Linked DNA regions of Mus musculus: regions 2, 3 and 4 are each linked to region 1. A link is a contact called in public promoter capture Hi-C data. All regions are on one chromosome and are shown on one strand. Each heading gives the region's core, a stretch centred on a gene start, on an enhancer-like site or on the middle of the called end of the contact. The rest is flanking DNA. Distances are from core to core; before and after follow the strand shown.

The links. Promoter capture Hi-C pulls out the DNA fragments that hold promoters and counts their contacts.
Region 2: a contact with region 1 is called in a promoter capture Hi-C map of pre-B cells. The contact joins the promoter of 1600023N17Rik here to the promoter of Rab28 in region 1. A contact is called at or near these places in 1 of 39 promoter capture datasets (pre-B cells) and 2 of 484 Hi-C or Micro-C datasets (CD4 T cells and uterus).
Region 3: a promoter capture Hi-C map of pre-B cells shows a contact between it and region 1. The contact joins the promoter of Zbtb49 here to the promoter of Rab28 in region 1. A contact is called at or near these places in 1 of 39 promoter capture datasets (pre-B cells) and 1 of 484 Hi-C or Micro-C datasets (CD8 T cells).
Region 4: a contact with region 1 is called in a promoter capture Hi-C map of pre-B cells. The contact joins the promoter of Lap3 here to the promoter of Rab28 in region 1. A contact is called at or near these places in 1 of 39 promoter capture datasets (pre-B cells) and 1 of 484 Hi-C or Micro-C datasets (CD4 T cells).

What each region holds. Positions count from the first base shown.
Region 1 is chr5:41,706,818-41,709,897 of GRCm38.p6, forward strand. Rab28 (RAB28, member RAS oncogene family) reads right to left here and starts at 1,362. Exons shown (of 7, transcript NM_027295.3): 1 at 1,088-1,362. The coding sequence starts at 1,162.
Region 2 is chr5:45,668,116-45,671,189 of GRCm38.p6, forward strand. It overlaps 1600023N17Rik (RIKEN cDNA 1600023N17 gene), which reads right to left and starts at 1,593. Exons shown (of 1, transcript NR_073433.1): 1 at 586-1,593. Ncapg (non-SMC condensin I complex, subunit G) reads left to right here and starts at 1,810. Exons shown (of 21, transcript NM_019438.1): 1 at 1,810-2,018; 2 at 2,905-3,074. The coding sequence starts at 1,908.
Region 3 is chr5:38,218,663-38,221,978 of GRCm38.p6, forward strand. It overlaps Zbtb49 (zinc finger and BTB domain containing 49), which reads right to left and starts at 1,792. Exons shown (of 8, transcript NM_029162.3): 1 at 1,661-1,792. It overlaps Lyar (Ly1 antibody reactive clone), which reads left to right and starts at 1,820. Exons shown (of 9, transcript NM_025281.3): 1 at 1,820-1,973.
Region 4 is chr5:45,491,893-45,495,066 of GRCm38.p6, forward strand. It overlaps Lap3 (leucine aminopeptidase 3), which reads left to right and starts at 1,482. Exons shown (of 13, transcript NM_024434.6): 1 at 1,482-1,669. The coding sequence starts at 1,568.

The sequences.
Region 1 (3,080 bases), core at 112-2,611:
TTAAAGTTTAGAAATAATGCTGATGTACAACAATTTGCTTCTTCGAAACGTTTAAGTGCACTTCCTAAACAGAAGCAGCCAAGCTCTGTTCTTTGCTCAAAAAAAAAAAAAAATAGCATCACATTAGACTGTTTTCTTCGGGACAGTGCTCTACGGGCAAGTATCCTGGGAACCCAAGGAATGGAATAACAGAAGACTCCAATTTTTGCAATTAGAATGAAACCGTGTGTAGCGGCCCTTGGAGCCCAAATTTCAGAACCAAAGCACGAAAGCGTGTGCAAAGCTTCCTTCCGGGAATGATGCAAAAGCTGTCACCACAGAAACCAGGTCCAACTCCAGCGCAGTCCCAGAGGCGGGAGAAGACGGGACGCTGGCAGGGGCAGAGGAAGAGGAACTTAAGCTACCTTCCCCAGGAGTGCTGCGACAGGTGTGAGGGCGCCCGGAGAAGCCGGCATGGCTTTAGTGGGAAGGTTAACCCGCAGTCGCTCGGAGACGCTAGGGACCCTCTCCCTAGAGCAAGTACCAGGCACCGAGGCAATGTTTATCCCATGTCAGTTCACAACTTCGGGTCGAGAACTTGGACCTAGGAGGCAGGGGACTAACTGCCTGCGGGTCCTCTCCTGCACGCGCCCATTCATCCCAGCAACCAACGGTCGCAGAAGGCTAGGCTTTAAAGTCCCTGTGTCCCCCGACATCCTCCTGCCCAGCACGGGAGCTCAAGAAATACCTATTGAATGAACCCTTGCACGGACGGGTGCTAAGAATGGAACTAAAGTGAGAGAGGACACTCAAGAGGCAGCTAGCGTGTGGGGAGGGCCCTCGGCCAGAGTGCATCGTCGCCATTCGTGTGGGTCCGGGTGGTGGCCCCCACCCCAGGAGCTGGCCTGGTCCCGCGGGCCGGCTGGCGGGCGGGCGGCGGGCACGCGCACAGGGCGCAGGCGCGAGCAAGGCCGCGGCCTGAGGCGAGCCAGGCCAAGGCTGGGGAGGACGCAGTGCTGGACAGCGCTCCGCTCCCCGAGGGCCCGACACGCCCGACCCGGACCACGCTTTCTGCAACCCAGGGAGCCGGGTCCGCTGGAGGACTGACCTTCCCCGAGGTGCCGTCCCCCAGCACGACGATTTTCAGTTGCCGGTCCTGGCTCTCCTCCTCAGAGTCTGACATGGTGTCCGAGGATGCTGGCCTGCCCCCGAGGTGGAGGACGGGAAAGAGGAGGCCTCCGGGGGCGGGGGTGAGGAGGCCGGCGGGCTGCACGAGCGGGTCCCCCGCCCCGGCGTCTCCTCCGCCCTGAAGGAAGCCAGGGAGAATCACTCACCGGCCGCCATCTTGCCCTCCTCCCCTCCCCCAGCAGGGCTCCGCCCCCCGGAAAGCCCCGCCCCTAGCGTCACTCAAAAGACGTCCCGTCCCCGCTCCAACCATCACACTGCAATGGGGGAGTACGTAGACGCAGACCGGGCGTCCCGGTTTGCTCGTGGGGAACATTGGCTAGGAGACAAAAGCAAGTTTTTTTTTTTTTACAGTGAAGTGAAACCACATTAGAGAAGAGTAGCTCTCGGGTGCCCTGTCCTTCTTTCTTGTTTTCATGAGGTCTGAGAACATAACTCACATGATTGATTTAGTCCAAGGGGGCGGGGACATGGTGAGGTTTTGTTGCCATGGAAGCCTGGAGCCTGAAAGAGGCGCGGGGGCGGGGTCTGTTTCTGGGCAGCCGGGGACGCTTCGGGCTGCGCGTGCACAGGATCCTTCCTGTCGGTGAAGGTGAGCACCCACCAGGAGGTTGGTATGCTAGTGGAGCTGCTGGAAACTGCTAAGGCCACAGCTGAGGGGGAGACATTTAGAGTGACCTGGGGCTCTAGTGCTGGCTCCTTTTACCCTCTTTAACTCTTCGCGTTCTAAAGACCCAGACTCTAATTTCATTAGTAAGACAGAACTGAGTGAACCATCATAGTCTTTACCTCTGCAAGCCTCAGAGTGGCCCTGGAGCCCTGGGGTTCCCGTGTCGTTAAAACAACCTTCCATAGTAGGATCAGGGCCTCCTTTGCCTGTGTTACCTTCAGGATCTCACAAGTGTAGTTTGCTGGAGGAAAATTGTTGTGTATGAAGTTCCAGAGAATGATGCTGCTATATAAAATGAAACCAGTTGTGTGTAACAACAGTATTTTAAATATCTGTGACAAGCTAAGAGCATTTAAATGAGAGTTTAAATATTTAAAGCCATTGTTTGTAAAGTAAAAAGGGGAAAGATCTTGTGTATAAGACTTGAACATTTCCAAGAAACAATCTAAAGGAAAATAGAAGTAAAACACAAAATACAAAAATGTCATTGGATTCTCAGGTACAGCATTCATAACAGGACCAGGTAGTAGACCCCTGCAAAGAGTAAACAAAAAGTTGTGAGAAGAATCCCAGGCATTTTATGAAATCAGGGATCTTTGCAAATACAACACTGGTTTTAACATAGCTTTTCGGGATTATTACAAACTATTTTAATACCTGCACATTCAAGGAGTGTGTTCATTCATGAAACACCTAAACTATAGATGGGTAACATCTAGTCCTTAGAATAATCTCTCATAGTTTCTCACTGCAAATTCCAACTAACTACATCCTAATACCATTGCTCTACCATGTATGACTTCTCAGATCAAACCAAATCTCCCCACACTAAAGATGTTTAAGGTGACTCAACAATGCTTAATCTTTCAAGTATCAGTGATCGTTGCTTTCTTCACAACACTTCTGAGCATTGAGGACATAGAAGAGAACAAACCTATGGGACTTAGTCTGAAGGGTGTAGTAGTAGACTACATCACGTAAAGATATCAAGGTCTCCTTAGCGAATAGTAGCCTGTGTAAAAGATGTAATTTCCAGATGTGATTACAGATCTAGTAACAAGAAGACTATCTAGTAAGACTTCAATTCATTCACATATATCCTTATAAGGAAGAAATGGAATCTGAGTTGGCTCAGACAGAGAGACAGAGAGAGACAGAGAGAGAGAGCAATATAACCATGAAAACAGAGATGGCAGTGATGGAGCCACAAACCAAGGAATGCCGGTGGCCAGAAGAAACTGGCAAG
Region 2 (3,074 bases), core at 343-2,842, 4.0 Mb after region 1:
TATATTGCTATTTTCTTTTATATTTCATGTATATACAAAACAAATTAAGCACATCTAGTCTAAACATTTTCCCGTATAGTTGTTTTCAAGAATTACTTATCTAAAATTTGGAATCCAAGAACCTTATGGTGTACATTGTTTAGTTTTTGTTATTTTCTTAAGCTTATCAAAGACACAAATTTATTCCTATATGTATTTGTTCTTTCTCACAGAATAAAAGTAAGAGTCAAGAACTATGTAAGCTTTACAATGAGATTATGCTGTATGAATTTAATGTAGCATATTGGAAAAGTTCCACGATTACGATGTCCAAAGCATACCAAATCCATACAACATTCGTTACTAAAATCCACAACTCTAATCAAAACATAGTCATACTGACCTCTGGTGGTCAGATTCCTTATATTTCACTGATACTGAAATAACTAGATAAAATACTCATGAGACATTTTTTTTTTAATCAACAAAACAATAAAGGCAGCAAGCACCTAAAATGAAAGGTCACAGATTGTCACAAAATATTAATATGTTCTAAGTTTTAGTTTGTCTGTTTACATAAAAAACAAATGACACACACACACATATTGGTTCTCATCTTATTATCATTTATTTAAAGTTTTATTTATCTTGTATGTGTGGTACATGCATGTTTAGGTCAGAGACAGACATTGAGTGTTTTCACTGATTACTTTAGACCTTACTGTTTGAGAAAGGCTCTCAGCCACCCTGAAGCTTGCTACTTTGGCAGATCAATGAGCCTAAGATCCACTGTCTGGCTCTCAGCACCCTCAAGTGCTAGGACTACATACAAATGTTAACATCTGGTGTTTGTATGTGAAATATCACATGTGACTTCAGATCCTCATGTGTGTTCAGCAAGCACTTTACCCATGAATCATTATCTCCCCAGGTCCTCTAGGGATTCCCAGAGTACCTACAGAACAACATAGTCTGGAGGCAGCCCTCTTCCTGATACGTGTCACCAATGTAGATTTCCAGTACAGACGGAATAGGTGGCTGCATTTATGTTTCCCAAGTCATCAAGCAACACACCAAGTAAGTTTCCCGGTTTTGGAGTGGTATGTCCTATGTCCCAGGTGAGGCATTTAGAAATAATTTTATATATCCAGCACGCGATCTTAGTCAAGACCCCCAAATTCCTTTTATACTGTCTGCGTTCTCCTCTGCTTAGCAGAGTTGTTAGGCAGATTTGTCAAGCACATCCGTCACGCTGGAGCATCTCCAAGCGGCTGCAGCCTAAACTGACCCTGCCTTTCTCTTCCCAGTCCCCCAGACTGTCTCATCGCGGACGGGCAGTTCCCGCCCGGACCCACGGGGTCCGAAGGACTGCGGAGGCCCTCGTCCAGGACGCCCTCGGAAAGTTTGACATCCCCAAGCCCCGGGCGGGCTCCGTACGACATCTCCCAAACGACTCCTTCGCTCGGGATTTACCCGTTCTCAGCCAGTCGCTGCGGCAGTCCTCCGCTTTCTCCCTTCACTCCCAACCACAAGATCCCGCAAGGCACCGAAGGCCACCAGTTTAATTCAGAAAGCTGAACGCCCACTTCAGGCGCGCTCCTCCACAGCACTACTTCCGGCCCCGCCCATGCCTCCCATACAAACACCTTTTCCTATTGGGAGAGCGGCAGGCCACACCCCAGGCGTCCCAGCAGCGGGGCGGAGCGGAGGGTGGAGTCAGCTCCGGGACCCTCAGGTCTCCGCTCTCCGACCCTCCCTCCGGCGGAAGTCTCGCGAGATCTCATCCTCCCGCGATAGTTGTTTGAAAACTCTGGCGCTAACCCGTCACTCGGAGCCTTGCAGGGCTAGGGTGTCGGAAGCCGCGGGAAACTGAGTCCTCCTCGGATCGCGAACCACAGTCTCTCTCGGGCAGTTCCCGTCCCGGCGCCATGGCAGCGCAGAAGAAGCGGCTTTCTGTGAAGGAGGCGTTTCAGCTGGCGCAGCAGCCGCACCAGAACCAGGCGAAGCTGGTGGTGGCGCTGAGCCGCACGTACGGCGCGGTAAGCGGCCTGGCTTCGGCTTCCGGGCTTCGCCTTCTGCCCTTGCGCGCCCCGCGACGGAGGGATGGGATCCGAGGCTCGCCCGAGGTCTCCCGGCCACAGCCAGTGAGCAGAACGCCCGGCGTCGGCCACACGCAGTCACCCGTCTTCTCCATCCTCATCCCGCCAGGGGATGCGGGGAGTTATCCGTTATCCTCAGTTCCTCAGTGACTTGTTGATCTGCGCAGGGAATCTCAGACGCCTTTATTTCCTTGGAGGTCTCTGGTTCATCTCAGGCAATCGATGAAGTTGTTTCAACCAACTCCTAAGCTTTAAAACCACCTTCATTTCACCAGCTAGGGAAACCATAAGCACCCAGTCTTTCCCGTACATGGCAATTGTGTGTCGAGTGTAGCGGCGGGGAATTACTGGACAGCGAATGTGAGGAAGATACATTGTTTTGGAGTTCACGGAAAGTTAAGGACATATAAAAGTGATCAAGGGTAGGGAGCAAAATGTGTAAGTTATGACAGAAGGAAATTGACGGATGCTAGGAAGGCCTAAGTAAAATAAACACAAAGCTGTTGATTTTGAGTCATTTATGGCGAAGCTTGTTTTGCATTAATCCGGTAAGAAAAATACCGATAATCCAAAGGCGTTGAGAGAAAAATGAGATAATTTTGCACTGTTCAGATTTATGCTTTGTGTTTTCTCAGAGGTACAAATTATATACTGAAGAGAAGTTTGTGCGGATATATTTTCCCTTCCTTGATTTGGATAATTGATAGTTTATTAAGAAACCTTAGAGTTTAACCTAAGGGTAACACTTTCAGCAGTATTATGGCAGTGTTGGGAATAAAGAATTTTTATTAATGCAGCTTCTGGAGGCGTTTCTTCTCTCTTTCAGATGGATGATAAAACAGCTTTTCAGGAGGAGTTTATTCATTACCTTAAGTATGCTATGGTGGTATATAAGCGTGAACCTGCCGTGGAGAGGGTCATGGACTTCACAGCCAAGTTTGTTACTTCATTTCACCAGTCTGATGAGGAAGAAGAGGAGGAAGAGAACGATGGTGG
Region 3 (3,316 bases), core at 542-3,041, 3.5 Mb before region 1:
AAAAAGATGATAAGAGTTCAAGACTTAGTCCTCAGTGCAGGAGGAGAGTTCAAATGCGAGGCTCACAAGGGCGTGATTTTCCTCACTAGGATGAACCACTGACAAGTTCACAGCTGACTGAACTATTAGGGGGCTCAGCCTAGCCGGCAAACGCAACCGTCTTTACATGGTAAAGACATGGCTCACATCTCCTTCGCTGATTGCTATAGCTCTGACACCTGCAAGTGTCTGGCGCCTCACAGGTGCTCAGCATGTAGTTTGAGAATAGAGCGACCCTGTGGAACTAGAGAACTGTACGGTTCCTTCTAGTTCTGTAAGCTAAAATTGAAACCAAGAATATGATAGCAGAAAGATCACTGTGAAAGACATCAAACAATGCAAATACCATGGTGAGAAAGGCAAGGAGAAGTGGGGGGTGGGGAAAAGCTTGGATGAGGTAAATGAAGGGAAGAGGAGCCCACACCAGAATTTTAACCAAAAGGCTCCCACGGCAGAGTTTGGTGGGGTAATTCTGTCAGGCAGTTAACACTGGTGGATGATTTGTGGGAGGTTTGCCCTGAAGCTGTTTATATCAAGCTTTACAGGGGTCCTTAGGCGTTGTTAACTACTGTGCCTATCTTTATGCCTTTTTCTGAATGTATGTGCAGATATATGTGCATGTTTTGTGTAGACAAGGGTGCATATGTGTGGAGGCCAGAAGCCAGCCTCAGGCATTGTTCCTCAGGAGTCGTCCACCTTGTTTTTTTTTGAGAAAGGGTCTCTTACTGAGGTGTGAGGCTCACTGATTTCAGGAATCCACCTATCGCCACCTCCCCAGTGCTGGTGTTACAAGGGCATACCACCTAATGGGCTCTTTATGCATTCCGTTGCGTTCTCCAGAACCTCAGAATTTGAATACCTGTAGCAATTACACCCTTAAGAAGGCAACTGTATTTTAAAAATTAAAAAGAGCCTCTTCGGATGGGTTCTGTGGCAGAAATGCCTGAGCTGCGATGGCACAGAGGGAAGACTGTGTGGGGATACAGCAAGAGTGACCACCAGTAAGCCAGGACAGTCCTCTAAAGCAAGCAAACCCGATGACACCACATTCATGGCCCGCCGTCCTCTAGAAGTGTGAGAAACTAAAGCTCTCTCATCTGAACCACCTCATCTGTTGTCCCTTGCTTTAGGAGCCACAGCAAACAGGAGACGTCTCTGTCACCAACAAACGCCCACGCCTGGGTTGAGGTTTCTCACAATACTGTTCATAGCCTGCTGGACGTTCATTCAGTCATTTAAGCAACAGTGCCCACTAACGTATACCAGATGCTGTCTTTCCCACAGAGGCGCGCCCAGCACCTGCCGTGGTCCCGAGGAGTAGGCGCTGCAGTAATAGCATCCTACAGATGGAACACCATGGCACCTAGGATCACGCGGTGAGTGAGGCAGGGGGCGGCTTAGGGGCCCGGGGAAATAAGCGCCTCTCCTATCTCGGGGCGACGCAGACACCAAGAGCGGCGCAGACCGCAGCAAGGGTGACTGCAGGAAGGAGGAGGCCCGGCTCCGGTGCCCGGAGCTTAGCTTTGTGCTCCGCCGAGCCCCATCACACAGCGCTGCGAGTAAGCCGCGCGCACCCTACCCGCGCCAACCCACGGGAGTCGAGTGTCCCGGGCCGCCTTACCCGCGGAGGCCGCTCTCGCCCGGCCGCCTCCCTGACACCCTTTCTCGTCGCACTCTCGGTGTCAACTGCAGGACTCCAACCGCCTCGGAACCATTCCGACAACGCCCCCTCGGCAGCTCATCGGCAACTTCCGCCGCCGTCACTTCCGTCTGGGAGGGGCGTGGCCTCTGCGCGCACGCGCGTTGGCGCGCGCCGCCGGGATTGAGTTCTGCGCGGGGTGGCTGGGCGAGCCGGTGGCGGTGCTACGCTGGGTGGCTGCCGCTCCACGTGCTCCCGGCGGCCGGTTGAGACCGTTGGCGGGGTCGGCTGACAGGTGAGAACTGCTTGGAGCCCCGGGACATGGAGGAAGGGCGATGGTGGCATGGCTGCCTTCCTTGAGGACTCGCTCGCGGGCAAAACCTAGCCTTTTGAGTTCCTGGAGATATTGCATCCCGGTTTTTAGTCCGGCACTCGGGGCCGGCCAGATGGTACGGTTAGTCCTCAGCGCACAGGGCTTATAGACCTGCTGGCTGATGGGGAGAGGGCTTTTCTCTGAGGCTCGAGAACTAGGTCCGGAGGAAGGACCTTATGGCTCCTGGAGCTCAGAGGACCAAAGACCTAAGTGCCCGCGAACCCCCAAATATCGATCTAGATACAAGCTACTTAACCTAGTGGTGCCCAGCTCCACGTCTGTCCAAAAGGGATACCAGAGAATCTAATTTAGGGTGTGTGTGAAGTTTACAGGGGTAAAAGGCTTGGCGTATAGTGGTTGCTCAGCATGTGTCAGGATTTTTCCTGCAGCAGCTACCTCCTAGGAGATAGAGGTAAGAGAGATGATAGGGGTCTATGTGCCCGAAAGCCTAGCTTCTGCCCAGCGAAGCCCAGGGATATGAAGCCTGCTCAAATTGTGTCAAGAGTTTAGTGTCTACCGTAGTGCCTAACACCTGCAAGTTATTCATATGAAGCTGTGGTGAGGAGACTTGAACTGCCTCTACCGAAGCAGGGGCATGGCTTGGATTCTTTGAGCTTCAGTGGAAACATGTGGCCCACTCATAGTCTTCCCCTGGGGTCCCAAGAGGGTGGAGATATGTGCTGTTTTTTTATCTTTTAGTGTACCTGTGATTTCTAGGAATTCTGGAAGGAGCTTGTGCCTAGTTATAGTGGGCCGACTCCCTATTTCAGAGATGGGGAGAAATTGAAGTTTAAAGGGAGCAGTTGCCTGCCTGGCCTTTAAGATGGCCTGGTTTTAGGGCAAATATTGTCTCTGTGTGTACATGAGTTAAACAAGTGATAGTCCAGTCTGTAAAGTGCTTGACACACAAGCATGAGGACATGAATTTCCATGCCCAGAACCCAGGTTAAAAAGCAAGATGTGGTGACAGAACCCTGTGGCTCTCTATCCAGCTCGCTTAATAAACTCCCAGTGAGAGAGAGAGAGAGAGAGAGAGAGAGAGAGAGAGACAAGGTAGGGGGCTGGAGGCATGGCTCAGGGATTAAGAGTATTTGCTGTTCTTCCAGGGGACCTGAGTTCAGTTCTCAGCACCCAGAATCTAAGAGATCTATATTAGTCGGGGTTCTCTAGAATCACAGAACTTGTGGGATATCTACATATTAGGGGAATTTATTGTAATGACTTTTATAGTCTATAATCCAACTAACCTAACAATGTTAGCTATG
Region 4 (3,174 bases), core at 232-2,731, 3.8 Mb after region 1:
TTTAATTATCTTTCTACTTCTCATGCAGTTTATTATCAGGAAATCCCACTGGCAGCTGGCCTGGTCTTTAATTAAATGCTGCAACCTCAACTGGACTTTGATCATACTTTCATTCAAATATTTATGAGCACCTTGTTTGCATAGGCCCTAGATATGGACTAGATGCTAGATTTTGGCATGAATACACAGAAGTGAAAGCCACGTCCTACACACACACACATACACACACACACACACACACACACACACACACACACGAGCAGGATACAGGTGATTAGCAATTTGAGACAGGTTGCTTTGGGAGTAGGAGACATAAAACCCACAGTGGGATGGTCTGGAGGCATTTCTTGTGGAAGAAATGTCCTTAAACAAAATAAAAAAGGCAGAAGGAACTTGATCTTATTACGTTAGTAACCTTTTTATCACCAGGACAAAACTTTCTGAAGCTGTCAAATTAAAAAGAGGAAAGACTTTAGTTCCTAGCTCCAGAGGTTCCCGTGGTCATTCAGTGCACGGGTTTAGGGCCAGCATAGCAATTATGCTGAACACATACGATGGGATGCCTCTTCATCTGTGGTGAATCAGAGACAGGCAGCCGGGTCCTGGGATCACAGCATTTTCCTTGAAACCTCCCAACTTCTTTCTACTAGGTCCCATGTTCTACGTGTTCCACCTCCTCCCTGCAGCACCACGAGCTGCTGACCAAGAGCTGCTGACCAAAGCTTTAAAATATGAGCCTTGTCAGTAGTGAGGGTGGGCTACTAATGGGGACAATCATGGCCCATATCCGGATGTCTACATAAGACACTCTTCAAAACAGTTTTTGTAATCACTGTACTTCTTGCCCTTATTGGATAATGAAGGATGGCAGATATGCTACATTAAAGTATGCCACTTGAGCATCAATATTTTGCACCTAAAAGGCACTTGAATAGAACTAAATGCAAGAAGAGCCATCTTTGGGTCTCCCAAACCCCAAAGCAGAACGTCAAACCACCATGTAAACTACTGCTACCCCAAATACTTTTACCCGAGGTGAGGCGTTAAGGAAGCTAGAAATCTGCCCAAATGAACCTTATTTAGCTAATTATTACATTCTTTTTGTTTTCCTTTATGCTTAGTTACTTTTTCATAACTATTTACTATTCAATATAAGCACTTGGACCTGATCACTTTCAGGATCCTCATTTTCCTGTAAGGGCTTCCATGTATACACAAACTTGTTAAATAAAATTGACATACTTCTGTTAAACTGCCTTAAACCAAATTCTCAGGCTTCCCACGCGAGCACGAGCAAGCCGACACGCCCCTGAGCCCGCAGAAACCACGCCCACGACGCCGGCCCGCAAGAACAGAAGCCCCGCCCCCAAGGGCCTGCCGCCCTTCCCTAAGGCTCAGTAGCGGGTCTCCGCCCAGTTGCCGACGGCCCCGCCCCCAAGGCCCCGCACAGGTCCGGCTTTCCAAGCGCGCGTCCGGCGACCCCGGAGGTCCCGCCTCCAGGCGCGCGCCCTGCCACGCGCCACGTGCTCCTTCTCTGGAGGGCGGCGCCGAGGGCCGAGCCGAGAAGATGTACTTGCTGCCCCTTCCGGCTGCCGCGCGAGTCGCGCTCCGCCGCCTGGGAGTGAGAGGTCTCTGGGATCGGGGTCTGTCCACCGCAGACATGACGAAGGTGAGTGGAGGCGGCTCGCTCTCGGGCGGCCGCGCGAGCCCTGGCGGCGGGCAGCAGGGTGACCCGGCGTATCCAGGCCGCGATGTGTCGGACGGACGCATCAAGTTGCAGAAATGAGCTGAACAGAAAAGTTCCCTGGGTTTGCAGGACACCAGCCTGGGCCCGGCTTGCGACGAGGGCGGCCGATGCTGTTTGCCGAGGGCGCGTCCTTTCTTCCTAACTGGACAGTGCTGGGTTCTGAAGGCTGAGCAGAACCGCTCACTCCACCTAACCAGTGTTTACTGACTCCTCTAACTGAGCTCTGAAAAATTACACGCGCCTAGTTCGCCAATTCTTTTAGTTCTCACAGAGACCCTAGAAAGGACGACGGTAGGATTGTCCCAAAGCCTGCTACGCTTCCAGAGTAGCCAGTCACAGGGCCTGGACCCCTCCCCCCGCTGAAGTGAAGTGGAAGGCCCTGGGGGAGGAAACTGCTGGATTGGGTTTCTGTCCTTTTAGGGGAAAGGGTTTTATTGAGAGAGGTCATCTTGAAATTGGAAGAGGGTCTTCTCCATAGTCTGAGAAATTATGAAGGACCCTCAGATGGGAAAAGTCTGGAAGGGCTCATTGGAGTACTTCCAGGTCATACTTCCAGGACCTGGTGAGGGAGGAATGTTCCAGATGGAGCTTTGAACTCAGGTCGCCTGCAGTTATCACAGATAGCAGAGGAGTTAGGCAGACACCTTTCCAGCCCTGGCCGGTAACATTGGATTGTCCCAGGTTGGTCTCATGGAACCCCAGAATGAACAATCTTGGGAAAGTTAGAACCTAGCACTTACCATTGCTAAGGACGCCTGTTTTCTTCAGTGGAAAGATGGGTCCGGAGTACCTGGGGTGTTTTTTGGAAAGGGCCCTGACCAGAAAGAAGGCATGTGCACTGTCAAAGTTTAACTACGCAGGAGCTCCAGTGTCAGGGACTAGGTTTCCTTATCTGGCAAATGAGAGAAAAGTACTCCTTGAAGTGGCCGTAAGGGAGGCAGTATTTTAAAAGTCGTAAATTGCCTTGTGAAGTCAAATGATGAGCAGTGGTTTTACATCCTTATTTCAGGTGTTTGGGGCGGGGAGCGTGTGACAGAAATGTGGAGCCACACCATTAAGTGCTTGGCAGAAGGCCCTGCTTCTTCTGCCCTCTCTGCAAAGTCACACACTTTCCCTGATTGACAGGGTACTAAACAATGTGGACATCCCTGATCTGAAATTTGAAGCACTCCAAAAACTGAGTGTTCACTCACTTCTGAATGTCTGTAGGAAGTCCTGCAGCTAACCCTTGAGTGGACAGAGTCAAAACACAAGTATTTTAAACGACCGAACCCTGAGACAGTAGATCTGAAACAAGTGATTTTCAGGTTTAGGGTTGGCCCAAGATGTCTCACATAACCCAGTTCCAGTCTTGCCCTGGTAGGGATTTTAGCTGCTGCGGTGGAGGCTGCTGCTCTGCTCTTGGCCTCTGCGGAAAAAGACAGTTT